Linked DNA regions of Mus musculus: all the other regions are linked to region 2. The links are chromatin contacts, called in public HiChIP or PLAC-seq maps. All regions are on one chromosome and are shown on one strand. Each heading gives the region's core, a stretch centred on a gene start, on an enhancer-like site or on the middle of the called end of the contact. The rest is flanking DNA. Distances are from core to core; before and after follow the strand shown.

The links. HiChIP or PLAC-seq counts read pairs in DNA pulled down with a chosen protein or histone mark.
Region 1: a contact with region 2 is called in an H3K27ac HiChIP or PLAC-seq map of acute myeloid leukemia, with 3 times the contacts expected there. The contact joins two enhancer-like sites. A contact is called at or near these places in 9 of 39 promoter capture datasets (the SN4741 cell line, embryonic stem cells, frontonasal cranial neural crest and 3 more), 1 of 15 datasets of contacts at CTCF or cohesin (the NIH/3T3 cell line), 4 of 484 Hi-C or Micro-C datasets (the 3T3-L1 cell line, bone marrow-derived macrophages and nephron progenitors), 17 of 115 datasets of contacts at active chromatin or transcription factors (acute myeloid leukemia, bone marrow-derived macrophages, craniofacial prominence and 11 more) and 3 of 9 other capture datasets (adipose tissue, embryonic stem cells and liver).
Region 3: a contact with region 2 is called in an H3K27ac HiChIP or PLAC-seq map of embryonic stem cells, with 6 read pairs. The contact joins two enhancer-like sites. A contact is called at or near these places in 3 of 484 Hi-C or Micro-C datasets (bone marrow-derived macrophages, liver and nephron progenitors), 3 of 115 datasets of contacts at active chromatin or transcription factors (embryonic basal ganglia, embryonic stem cells and pancreatic cancer cells) and 1 of 9 other capture datasets (embryonic stem cells).

The regions. Positions count from the first base shown.
Region 1 is chr17:46,011,760-46,016,138 of GRCm38.p6, reverse strand. No RefSeq gene overlaps it. Among named protein-coding and RNA genes, the nearest start is that of Vegfa, 18 kb to the left of the region's middle. Within about 2 kb of position 2,383, at least 31 of the 459 cell types and tissues checked have an H3K27ac peak or open chromatin away from gene starts, as enhancers often do. A contact at or near this core is called in acute myeloid leukemia, where this site is marked.
Region 2 is chr17:45,765,881-45,769,798 of GRCm38.p6, reverse strand. The region is part of intron 2 of F630040K05Rik (RIKEN cDNA F630040K05 gene); the gene reads right to left. Among named protein-coding and RNA genes, the nearest start is that of Gm46607, 21 kb to the left of the region's middle. Within about 2 kb of position 2,363, at least 230 of the 459 cell types and tissues checked have an H3K27ac peak or open chromatin away from gene starts, as enhancers often do. A contact at or near this core is called in acute myeloid leukemia, embryonic stem cells and liver, where this site is marked.
Region 3 is chr17:45,994,345-45,998,489 of GRCm38.p6, reverse strand. No RefSeq gene overlaps it. Among named protein-coding and RNA genes, the nearest start is that of Vegfa, 36 kb to the left of the region's middle. Within about 2 kb of position 1,284, at least 23 of the 459 cell types and tissues checked have an H3K27ac peak or open chromatin away from gene starts, as enhancers often do. A contact at or near this core is called in embryonic stem cells and liver, where this site is marked.

The DNA of each region.
Region 1 (4,379 bases), core at 1,134-3,633, 250 kb before region 2:
GACCACAGGGCAGGCACGTAGGCAAGGAGGACTGGAGACAAAGTCCTGCCTTCTGGAGGTTTCCACTTAGTGCCTGCCCTTTCCCAATCGCTTACCCCACATGGGTCAATGTCTGCAAAAGGCCCAGTGAGGTAGGTGCTCTTATCCCTGGAACTTAGCCTCTCGGATTCTTTCTGGCCTCCCTTTGGCTGGTGCTCACATAGCAGCCAGAGTGAGCTGGTGGAGGCAGAGCTGAGTCCTCTCCCTTTTGGGCTCAAAACCCTGTAAAGACTCCATTTTACCCAGAGTAAAATCCCCCCCACAATGTCCAGCTGCCCGTGCCTGCAATAGCTCACAGGATTCTCAGCTTGGGTGTATGGTTTCCCCATAGTGTTCCTCAGAGTCTTCTCTGGGGGCCTTTGCACAGGTGGTCCCTCTGCTTGGCACACCCCATCCCACCTCAGGTGTTCAGCTTTCAAAACCTTTAAGTCTCGTTCCTTTCTCAAGGAGGCTCCTCTTGACCACGACACATAAGACCAACCCGACTCTGCCTTTGGCTCTCCCCTTTTTAATCGCGTGCAGTATATGTTCACAGGCATGTGTGGAAGCCAGCGGCCAACGTTAGATGTCTCTTCAATTGCTCTCCACTGTATTTCCCAGAGTCTCTCACTGAACCTGGGGCTCACTGGTTTGGCTAGACTGGCTGGCCAGCGAGCCCCAGGGGGTTCACTGTGTCCACCTTCCTAGCTTGGGAACTACAGGTACTAGCCTCTGTGCTTGGCTTTTTATGTCGTGAGTTCTAAGCTTAGGTCGTTGTTTTATGGCAAGATTTTTATTTATTGAGCCATCTCCTCCTCTTCCTCCTCCTTTTGATCCAAGATCTCACTATGTAGTTGTCCTGGAACTGTAGACCAGGCTGGCCTTGAACTCACAGAAATCTGCCTGCCTCTGTCTCCTGAGTGCTGGGATTAACGGCGTGTGCTACCAAGCTCAGCTCTCCACATCCTTCCCAGGGCCTGCTGTTCTGCTATCTTCTTGCTTAGTCAGCAACAGTGTCAGCCAATAGAAATAGCACAAGGGCCACATGTAAGTTATTTGCTGGTTTGATCTGGTGTTGGGAAATTAAACCCAGCATTTCATGAGTGCTAAGAATAAGCCAGATTCCCAGGCCATACACTTAAATTTCTCTAGAAGCCAGATTTTAAAAGAAACAGGTAAAATGCATATTCACTTTATGCGTTATTTAGCCTCACGTATGTGAAATGTCACCTAAACCTTTTGTTAAAATGGAAATTATTAGTGAGAAATTATTAGGGCCACAATTTTTTTTTTTTGAGACAAGGTCTCATTGCTGCTCCAGTTAGCCTAGAACTCACTCTGAAGACCAGGCTAGATTTGAACTCACAGAGATCTGCCTGCCTCTGCCTGCTGAGTGGTGGGATCAAAAGCTTTATGGCACCACACTTGGTCTTGGTATGTATTTTGTTGTTGTTGGTGTGTTTTTGTTTTTGTTTTGTTTGTTTGTTTGTTTGTTTACTTCTTGTTGGCTATTTTTAGAGAGAGAGTTCATATGTAGCTTTGTCTGTCCTGGAACTCACTATGTAGACCGGGTTGGCCTTGAACTCATAAAGATTCATCTACCTCTGTCTCCCAAGCACTGGATTAAAGGCGTGGGCCATCATGCCTGGCTGCCTCAGTATGCAGTTCATACTTATCACATGTCAGAATTAGTAGTGACCACATCTTAGGAGCTTGATATACATTCATGCCTGGGTCGTCTTTTCTTTGCCAACACACACACACACACACACACACACACACACACACACACACACACAGACACAGACACAGACACAGACACAGACACACACACACACACACACACACACACACACACACACACACACACAGGTTTGAAAGTGGAGTCTTCATCTCAAGACTGTGGCAGTGAGGTGTCTGTAGAGTCCCAGGAGAGGTCCATGAGGACTGGCTGGATAGGTGGGGGTCTAGCAGGGGTAGTAGGGACTGGAAGCGATGGTCTCTTCCCTGAGGCCATATTGTCTCCTTTAACCGCCCTAGTGATAGAGCTTGTTACTAATTGCTTAGCAGAGGAGAGACTTGGGGCCCAGAGAAGGTAAATAGTTTGCCTGAATTTCTACACAGCCTGTAAACAGCCTGGTGAGAATTTAAGCCAGTTTTCTTGACTCCGACTCAAGTGCTCTTCCCACCCACCACAGCTGCCCCGGGCTAGGGCAGGACACCAACAAATAAAATCGAGGCGTCTAGACTGAATACAAACAGGCCGGGGAAAGTGGGACAGGGGAAGGATGTAGAGGTAGCCAAACCCAGGGCCCAAATCCAACTTCCCTATGCACGGTAAGGCTAGTCGAGCAACGTCTCCAGGGGCTGGGGCTCGTCAGTTGAAGATCGGAAACCTAAGCACGCAAGAGGTTGCAACACGCGGCCTTGGACAAGAGGAACAGTCTTGAAATAGACGATGGAGAAAAAATAAAATGCTTTCTCCTGTCTGTATGTGCAGGATCCCGTGGGGCCCACAGATCGAGGCTAAGACCTACCCTACCCTGGACTCTGTCTCTATGTTTTCTTCTTTTTTTTTCCCCCCAAAAGGCTCTTAAACAGTCACGGCTCACAAAAGCCTCCAGACTCCAAAGTTTAGTTCACTGGTTCTCAACCTCCCCAATGCTTCAGCTCTTTAATATGGTTCCTCATGTTGTGGTGACCTCCAACCATAAAATTATTTCACTGCTACTTCCTATCTGTAACTTTGCTATAGTTATGAATCGCAATGTAGGATAAATATCTGGTGTGCAGGACATCTGATACGGGACCACAAGGAGATTGTGACCCATAGGTTGAAAGCCAGTGCTTTAGAGTCTTTTCCTTCTTCAAGAAGCCACTGGGTCCACTCATTTTCTTCTCACAGCTTCTCCCATAAGATGGGTGGTTGACTCCAGCAGTAACAGGTGACCCTGGGCACACACCACCTATTAGGATTGTCATGGTGACATATCTGGAATTCTTCCTTTCGCTTCATGTTGTGGCTCTTAACACCAGCCAGTCAACCTTACTCTTTCCATCTGTGATGGCTTCCAGGGGAAGAATGTTAACATCAGAAGGAAAAGTTTAGCATTTCCGGGACTCGGTTTCCGCAGCCATCATGCTGTCTGATTTCACTCTCTTGGAAGGGAGTTCAACTCCCCTGCCAGGAGACAGGAGAGGGAGAAGGAAGGGGAGAAAGGGTTACAGACCTCCAGTGCTCCTACCTCCCCAAGCAGAGGGCCCAGACGTAAGTGAATTTACTGGGGTTCTTTAGTCCCAGGGAACCAGTCTAGTAAAGCTACTGTCTGCCCAAAACTACAGTGGCAAGCTAAGTTAGGGGCTGCAGGGAGCACACGGTGTTGCTCATGTTTCTTGAATGAAGAGTGTAATGGCTCTAGTGATGTCTATCCAAAAGAACACGGGTCTCACCTACAGGCCGAGGATGAGAAGAGCCAGGGAGAAAAGACCGAGCAAGCTTCAGGAAGAGGCTGCGGATCTTTCCTATCCATACTCCAGCACTTTGAGGGCTGGCCAAGTGTGCTGTGCCTTGGTACTGAAAGAGAACTCATGGGATCTAGCAGCCTTTGCTTATGCTAGCCGAAAGATGAAGGCTAAGCAAAGCAACCCTCGGAAGGCCCCACCAGGCTGCCTTCAGTCACTGCGAGATTGTTCAGCTGCGTCCACAGGACGTTATCTGTCAGGATGGGGATTACGTGTGGCCAGGAGAGGAAACAGTAAATATTTATAATCTGCCTGGACTTGGGAAATGCAAGACAAAGACAGCTTGGGGGAGAATGGACAGTGGGGATGTGGGGGAAGAACAGAAGTGATTCCGATGGGAAAGAATTTGGATTGAGCAAGAGCATCTTTAGGAGCAAAGCTGGGCATGGGTCTTCCTCTCCAGGATGGAAGGGCTGGATCCAAAGATTACCTGATTATCTGTCTGTCTGTCTATCTATCTGTCTATCTATCCATCTGTCTATCCATCTGTCTATCTATCTGTCTATCTATCTGTCTATCTATCTATCTATCTATCTATCTATCTATCTGTCTGTCTGTCTGTCTGTCTGTCTGTCTGTCTGTCTGTCTGTCTGTCTGTCTGTCCGTCTGTCCGTCCACCTACCTACCTACCTACCTACCTACCTACCTACCTACCTACCTATTTATTCTTCTCTTATATATTATGTCTAGACTGCAGTTTCCCCTTCCTCCTCTCCTTCCAGTCCCTCCCTCCTCCCTCACCTGTCCCCAGATCCTCTCCTCCTCCATTTCCCTTCAGAAAAGAGCAGGAAGCTCCACCAAACATGGCCTAGCAAGTTACAGCATGACTAGGCACAAAC
Region 2 (3,918 bases), core at 1,114-3,613:
GGATCTATGAGAGCCAAAGACAGCATGTTGGGGGCCTCATCTCCAGCTCAGGGAGCCCCCCCAAAAAAACAAGGGTGAATATGGGAACTACAGTGAGTACTCCTTGAGCCCCATCATGCAATAAATATGTATATTGGTCAAGGCTTTTAAGCTGATTGAATGGATATATATTAGGATCTATTAGATTGACTTTCCAGGCTGGGAGTCCCACATAGGCTGTTGGCATGCTAAAGAGGCTGAGACTCCTGAGGCTACTCAGTGCACCGGGCTAGGGGCCTCAGCAGTCTGCAGTCTGATGCTGAGGGACTGGAGGGTTCCTGGGAGCCACCAATCCATTGGAAGATGAAGCTGGGTTCCAAACGCAGGGAAAGATGTGGTGGTGGATGTGGCAGAGTAGATGTGTGCACCCACAGGGAGCAACCTCAACTGTGCTTATCTCTCAGACTCCTTTAGAGTGGAGCAGCCACTGCCTGAAAGGACCACCTACTCTAGGGAGCTCCTCTCCTTCAGCGAATCCTTCCAGGAAATGCCTTGGAACACCCACCCAGAGCCACCTCCCATCCGTCTTGGAACCTAGGTCCAATCAAGTTGAAAAAATCACTGCCCGTCTGTACCAGTTTGCAGGAGCTGCTCACCAATGCTTCGGGGAAAGATGGAGGAGGGTGGAGAGGAAGAGGGAATGGAAGAAGGAGGGAGGGGAAAGAGGGAAGAGGGTGAAAGGAGGAGGTGGGAGAGAGGAAGAAGACAAGAGGAAGAGAAGGAAGAAAGGAAAAGGGAGTGAACAGGGGGAGGGAGAAACAAGAGGGAGTTGAGCAAAAGAGAGAGAAAGGAGGGGGAGACAAGGGGAAGACAAGATTGGAGGGAGGGACCTATTGGGTCTTCTTCATCTCTGCCCCATTGCCAGGCTTAGGAGGACACAGAGTAGATGTGACATGCTAGGGAAGAAAGTTGAAATGGACTTCTTGACATCAAACCAGGCCTCCTGGGACTAGAAAGATGGCTCAGCAGTTAAGAGTGCTAACTTCTCAGACCTGAGTTCAAGTCCCAGCAAGCACATGGTGGCTCACAACCATCTGTAATGGGATCCAATGCCCTCTTCTGGTGTGTCTGAAGATAGTGACAGTGTACTCACATACATAAAATAAATAAATCTTTAAAAAAAACATGAAGAAGAGGAGGAGGAAGGAGGGGGAGGAGGGAGGAGGAAGAAGGAGGGGTAGAGGGAGGAAGGAGAAGGAGGAGGAGGAGGAGGAGGAGGAGGAGGAGAAGGAGAAGGAGAAGGAGAAGGAGAAGGAGAAGGAGAAGGAGAAGGAGAAGGAGAAGGAGAAGGAGAAGGAGAAGGAGAAGGAGAAGAAGAAGAAGAAGAAGAAGAAGAAGAAGAAGAAGAAGAAGAAGAAGAAGCAGAAGCAGCAGCAGCAGCAGCAGCAGCCGTGCCAGGCTTCTTGCAGGACCTGAGCATTCATGACAAGGCTGTCATACATCTGCCTGCAGCTCCAGTGGAGGTGCTGGAGTCAGAGAGGTAGGCTATACAGAGGCAGCCAAGGCCATGAGGCACCCTCTGGGACATGTGGGTGGCTGAACCTCCCAGTTTGGCCTCATAGCACTGCCAGTGGGAGTCAAGATGGGGCTCGATTTTAGAGCACAGGTAGGATACAGGTCTTAGGAGCAGAGAACCAGAATGAGGGGGAGATGAAGGTCCCTGGAAGGCAAGAGAAGTCTCTACAAAGTCCCTAGCCCAGTGTGGGAGGCCCGAACCTGATCAGACCTATAGCTTCAGGAAGGTGTGTGAGTTTACATGAATGAACCCTTCTAGCCTCAAACAAAAGCCTGAGGCCACAGCCCAGTGGACAGAACATCCACTTCCTTCCTGGGGCAGCTGGGAGCTACAAGGCACTGGAGAGAGGCCGGCCATATGGGGTGCCCTGGGAGTGGCTACTGTAGCCACGGGGGGGGGGGGGGGGGGGGGGGACTGAAATGAGGAGCCTCCTCAATCACTGGTCTGAGATGAAGGCGGAGCCGTCCACCTGCCTGGCGGGATGGGACTTAGAGGTTGAAGAAGAAAGTCAAAAGGCAGAGGCTTCTGGGTTTGGGGGTGGAGCTTAGAGCAGGGGATGAGCAGGTAATCGGACGGACAGCCCCTCCTCCAGCAACCTCCACCTCAGCCGCTCATACCTGGGGAAGTGACAAGTGTTTAACAACCACTCATACAGATTGAGGTCAAGTTCAAGGGTCAAACAAACAAGAATTCATTGACTCTCAGAAAGAAAAAAAACAGAAAACGAAAGCTATGACGTCAGTCCTATGGATATCCTAGTCACAGGTGGGAGGCACCAGAGAAGTTATCAGTACCAAGTGGCTCAATACCACGTGGCTGAACCAGGATTTGAACCTGGCATAATATTGCTCCCCCTGAGCCCTATTGCTATTGTGACTTCAAGACCTAGCTGGGACCAGAGAGAGTCGGGAACAAGAGTCTGAGATCAGGACTGACCTGCCTCTTTAGAAAGCCTTGGCCTTTCAAGCAGAGGTCATGGGGCCTCTCCCAGTGAGAGCCCTGGGCTGGGCAGGAAGCTGCTAATACAGTTGCTCTCCTTTGCTGAAGTTGGAGTTGGCTCAAGTCCAAGGGGTGTGCCTGTAATGACAAGGGCCTGGGCCAATAGCAGGGCCCCAGCCACCCCCACTCTGGCTTGCCAGTGAGAAAGAAAACCCCTCCTGGGTGTTTCTATTCTCTGAGAAGAAAGTGAGGCGGGAAGAAAAGCTGGCAGGAAACACACTGATGTTGCTACTTCATTGAATAAACCAATCCAGTCCTGCGGTTCCCTCCCGCTGTCCCCTCAAGGGAAATCCAGGCCAGGCCTGAGGCTGGGAACAGTAAAAACTGTCCAAAGGACCTCCCAGTCTCCAGCTTCCCAGTGGAGCCTCAGCGATGACGGGGTCCATTCTCCTGGAATCAGCGGCAGCCCTCCTCAGCTCTGCTCCACTCTCCACGGTCAAGTTGGGGCACTCTGGACACTCCCACAGCTCGATGAGAAGGAGGTCCCCCCAAAATGCATGGCTGTTATCTTGCACTCCTAATCCAGGTCATGGATTCGAGCCATGGGAATGGGGAACTTCAGTTTACAAGATCTGTCCTAAGAAGTACTGGCATGTGACCTCCTCCCCAAAAAAGGAGCATGTGCCTTTCAAAACGGGCAGGGGGGGGGTTGAGGGGGCAGATTTGACTCCTCATTACCCCACCCCCTCAAACACTCACATGGGCTCATATGCACCTTGGTATACACCCTTACACTCATTCACTCACATGAGCTGTTGTGCATATATTCTCACACCTACACAACCTATACCTACACACACACACACACACACACTCATGTAGACTCACTTTACATTCATGCATATACACAGACTCGTAGACACAACCATGCACACACAAACACATGCTCACGTGCACTTTCTATGCACATCAAGACACACTCAGGTACATAGATAGGCACATACGTACTACATATGTTTTACATGTACACATCCACATTGTGCCTGAGCCTCTTTCAGCACACCTACCCCACAGGGGCCAGGGAGCGGTTAGAAGCATGGGAATTCGAAAGTATCTGGGTGGATAGGCTGGGTGGTGGCTGCCAAGGGGCAGGCAGAGCCTGGGATCAGGCTGGGAGCCCAGGAACAGGGGTGGCAATGTGGGCTGCCATGCAGAGGCAGGAATATGAATGAAAAATGCCCTGCTCCTGCCCCTTGGCTAGCCTGGTCAGGCCAGCCTTCATGGCTGTTCTGTCTCAGGCACTTCAGGCAAGGTTCCCAGGACTGCCTGAACTCAAGCCCTGCCAACCAGCATTCTAGCCTTTCTACCTTCCCCCACCCCTCAGGTAGAAGTGAGACGAAGGAAAGTCCCCAAACCTCTGGTGT
Region 3 (4,145 bases), core at 35-2,534, 230 kb before region 2:
TGCAGGGATGCACAGTAGGCCAATTGCACACTTCCTGGGATGGAGTCAGGACAGGCCACCTGGCTGCTGTTCTGATTATCTCAGAGACTTTAAGCAAGTCAGCATACCTAACTCCATTTACGGTTCTTGTCAGAAAAGATAAAGAGATGTACAGATGCTCTCTACGATTCTGTTTGACTTTCAAAGACCAGCTCCGGACCCAGCTGTGGGCAGCAGTTGAGAAGGAGGAGAAAGGCTGGGGGTGGGTGGGGGAGGGGCAAGTAGCAAAAAGGACTTTTCCAGGAAGGTTCAGGTCACCTGCTTATTTCTTCTAGAGCCTCGGGGAGAGGGCTCTGGAAGATTCTGGGTAAGGTTAGGTTTGGAAGTTCAGTCTATAATACCCTAGAAGCATAACTGAATGATTGCGACAACTCTCTCTCTCTCTCTCTCTCTCTCTCTCTCTCTCTCTCTCTCTCTCTCTCTGTCTCTCTCTTTCAGCTGTTTGGCCTGGAACACACAGAGCCCTGAGACCGTCTGTGGTCTCATCAGTATACGAATGAACATATTTTTTGGGGATGATGTCTTTAGTTTTCATGGGATCCCTAAGGGATGTGTGTCCCCCAATACTGAAGAGCTCATATGTAGCAGGCTAGGCTGACCCCATAAGAAGAGTAATCAAAGAGATGAGGGTGAGCAGAGACAGGCCCCAGTTCTCCGTGTTTTCATGTCCCTGTGGGTCTTCATCCCTTACAAGGAGGGGGGGTGACCTGCAGGAAGATCTGGCTGCCTTTACGACGTGAATGTTACGGCCATTTGGTAGGCCTGTGCACCTCTGTTCTATGGTGACTCCGCAGGCCGTGATGCCCGTGTGCAGCAGGGAGAGCAGAGGCACACTGTTGGCTGAGGGATCCCAGGCCTTCCCTTTGAAGAGTCCAGCAGGATGACAACCCACCGAGGCTGGCTGCCGCCTCCACTCTTCCTCCCTATGAGGGGTGCCGAGGTGGCTCCTGTCAGTAGGTTGTGCTGACTCTAAAGCAGGCTGTGGGTGCTGAGAGAAACGATGGTGTCCATGTCAGACTCCTCAGCTGCTCACAGACCTGCTGCACTAGGGGCTCTTGGGGTTGCTGGAGTGAGAACTGGGGAAGGGATGGGGGTTGGGGGAGGGAGAGACATTCTCCAAGGGGAAGGCATCCTCTGGGTGGGTAATCCCTGAACAACGGAGTATTTATAGCACTGTCTACGACTGCAGTGCAGGTGTGTGTTCTCCACTGGACTTTGGGCTTTACTGCAGGCCTCAGGCCTGGGAGACTTTTTGGAATGTGCCCCTTGTCTTCTAAGGCCACCTTTGGCCTCACCTGCTGTTTACCTTCCTCTTGGAGTCTCTTTGCCGCCGCCGCCAACCCCCTTCCCCTTTGGCAGACTGAGTGAGTGCCAGGAAATTGTTGGTCAAAGGTGAGGTCACTAAGAGCCTAGAAAAACAACAGGTCACCATTAACCTTGTCTACCTTCCAGGTGTCTTCTGCTTCACGCAAGCTCCTTCCTCCCTCCCTCCGCATCCCCAGCACTTGTTGTTCCGGGAGAAGCGATGCTGGCAGATTTTGGGGTGTGTTTGGGTTGGGGCAGATCCTGTAAGACTGACCATCTTGAGGCATTCCTCATTACTATTTCTGACTGGTGAGATATAGTTTTCAGGTATTATCTCAGATTGCATGGCCACCTGAGCTTAGATGCTGGCTATCCAGTAAAGCCCAAGGGACGCTGAGAGAAAGATGGTGTTCATTTGCCAACATATTCTCAGGGCCTGTCTTTTCATAATGTTTGTTTCACTGGATGGAGGAATGGATGGATCATAGATAGGTGGGTGGTTGGGTGCAAATAAATAAGTAGAGGGGTGGGTGCGTGTTTGTGGATACATACATGAATGGCTCTCTGGGTTAGTGGGATGAGCAGGTGGTGATGGATGGTTGGATGAGTAGGTAGATATGGACAGATGGGTGTTTGGATTGATGGGTGAATAGATAGGTAGGTGAAGATTGGTTGGTTGGTTGGTTGGAAGGGTAAATGAGTTGTGTGAGTGGGTAGATGGGTGGATGTATGCATGGCTGGATGGGTTGGTTGGTGGAAAGACGAAAAGTGAATCTGTTGAGTGGCAGATTGGATGGGTGGTAGATGAATGGATGAATAGATAGATAGAGGGATGGCTGGACTGATGGTTAAATAGGTCAGTAGATGAGCAGATATATGAATGGCTGGGTGTTTGGAAGGATAGATGAATGGTTGGGTAAGTGGTATGATGGATGGATTTGCGGGTAGATTCATGGGTGTTTGAATTGTTGGACAGATAGATGAGTGAGGATAGATGGATTGATGGTTGGTGGGCCGGTAGATGAATGGATAGATGAATGGATGATGGGTAGTTGGACAGATGAAAGGATGAATGGATAGGTGTAGGTAGATGGTTGGATGGAGGGGTAGATGGGTGGCTAGGAAGATGGCCAGAAAGATGGAAGGTTGGGAGGATGAGTAGCTGGGTAGCTGGGCAGACTGGTAGGTAGTTGGATGGGTTGATGATGATGGATGATGGTTAGGTAAATATTTGAGTGAATAAATGGATAGGTGGGAGTGGTATTCTGGGTTCTATGGTTGAGAGCTCTCCTCCTCTGGGAATCCCCTTGAGAAAACGTCTTCCCTACTGTCTACATATCTGCATTCCCATTGTTTTGTTGATATGATCTTGATTTCTTTACTGATCCTCTCAGATGATTTCAGATGGTTGTGTTCAAGCCAGTGAGAGACAGAGTCTTCTAATTCTCCATGTTGCCCACTAATGCTTGCCCTGGTACCTGCACACTGTTGGATGCTTACCAGACTATGGGATCTGGACAAAAGAGGCAGGGGTGGGCTGTGGTCGGTTGTTCTTACAAGATGATTCACTTTTTTGGTGAAAGAGCTTAGCTCCTACCTCTTTGGTCAATCCCACACACCACATCTCAGACCTGGGATTTCTTTCTGTACAGACTTGGTCATCAAAACCAGTTGACAGTCACTTGTGTATTCTCTCCCAAGCTGTTTGCTATGTGCCTCTAATGTATCAGATGCTGTGCTTGATAGAGCTGAAGGTGGAGGTGGTATAAGGAATGTCTCATCTGCCAGAGGTGCACCTAAATTCTGGAGCTTGAGGTCAGGATATCAGAGAAGACTTCCCAGAGAGATAGTGGCCCTGGAACCCTTGCTAAACCCTTATTCGAACTTTTTGTTGAGAGAGCGTAAGTCCATCTCAGTTATCCAAGACCTTCCTGGTCGTCCTTCCATGCCCTTCTCCATCCTGCTCCATGGAGTTGTCAGAACTAAAATACTGGCTGACAGTGACAACCCCTTCCCCTGTAGACAGATGTGTGGGGCTCAGAGCTGAAGCAAGGCACCCACCGAGGCTCTGCTGTGACTCTGGGGATTGGTACCTAGCTTGCACTCTCTCACAGACTGCACCTCTGCTGCTTGTCTTCACTAGCCCTGAGCCTTTTGTGCCAACCCAGTACCTGAGGCTCTGAAATGGGCACTTGACACAGCTGGGATGTCCCTCCTTGCCAAGGTTCCCCTGCTTCACAGTGACAGGTGGGCACCAGAAACATGAGACTGTGAGTCTTGTTAGAGGGAGGTTGGGTGTGAGCATGGCCCAGTTATTATGCAGAGAGGGTGTCTAGGGAGAGAGCGTGGCTCTGGAACTCTGATGGGCCACTGTGTTACAACCCCCACCTCCCTTCACCGGGCAGCTGTGCAGAGGCGGTGCAGCAGCTGCCCTTGCCCTCGGGGCGGGCCTCTAGCAGTGCTCCCAGGCCTTGTTGCCCTGCCAGCCCAAAGGCACAAAGTCCAATGGGGTGATTTTGACATCTCTTCCCATGGCAGCCTTAAAGAGCCCATGCCTCTTGAGAGTTAATAATTAATAATTACACATTGGGTCACTGCCAGACCCCGATGGCGGCATGTATGAAGATGAGTGGGTAGATGGTTATAAGGAGGTGACAGAGCTGTAGCCTGCTCCTAAGGAGAGGCTGGAGGTCTCGTCCTTGAATCTCATCCCCTCGGGGCTGTCTCTACCATGCAGCTCTGGCCTGGAGCCATAAAGAAGATTCTGTATCTTTAATGGCAAAGAGCCCAGTGAGCTCAGC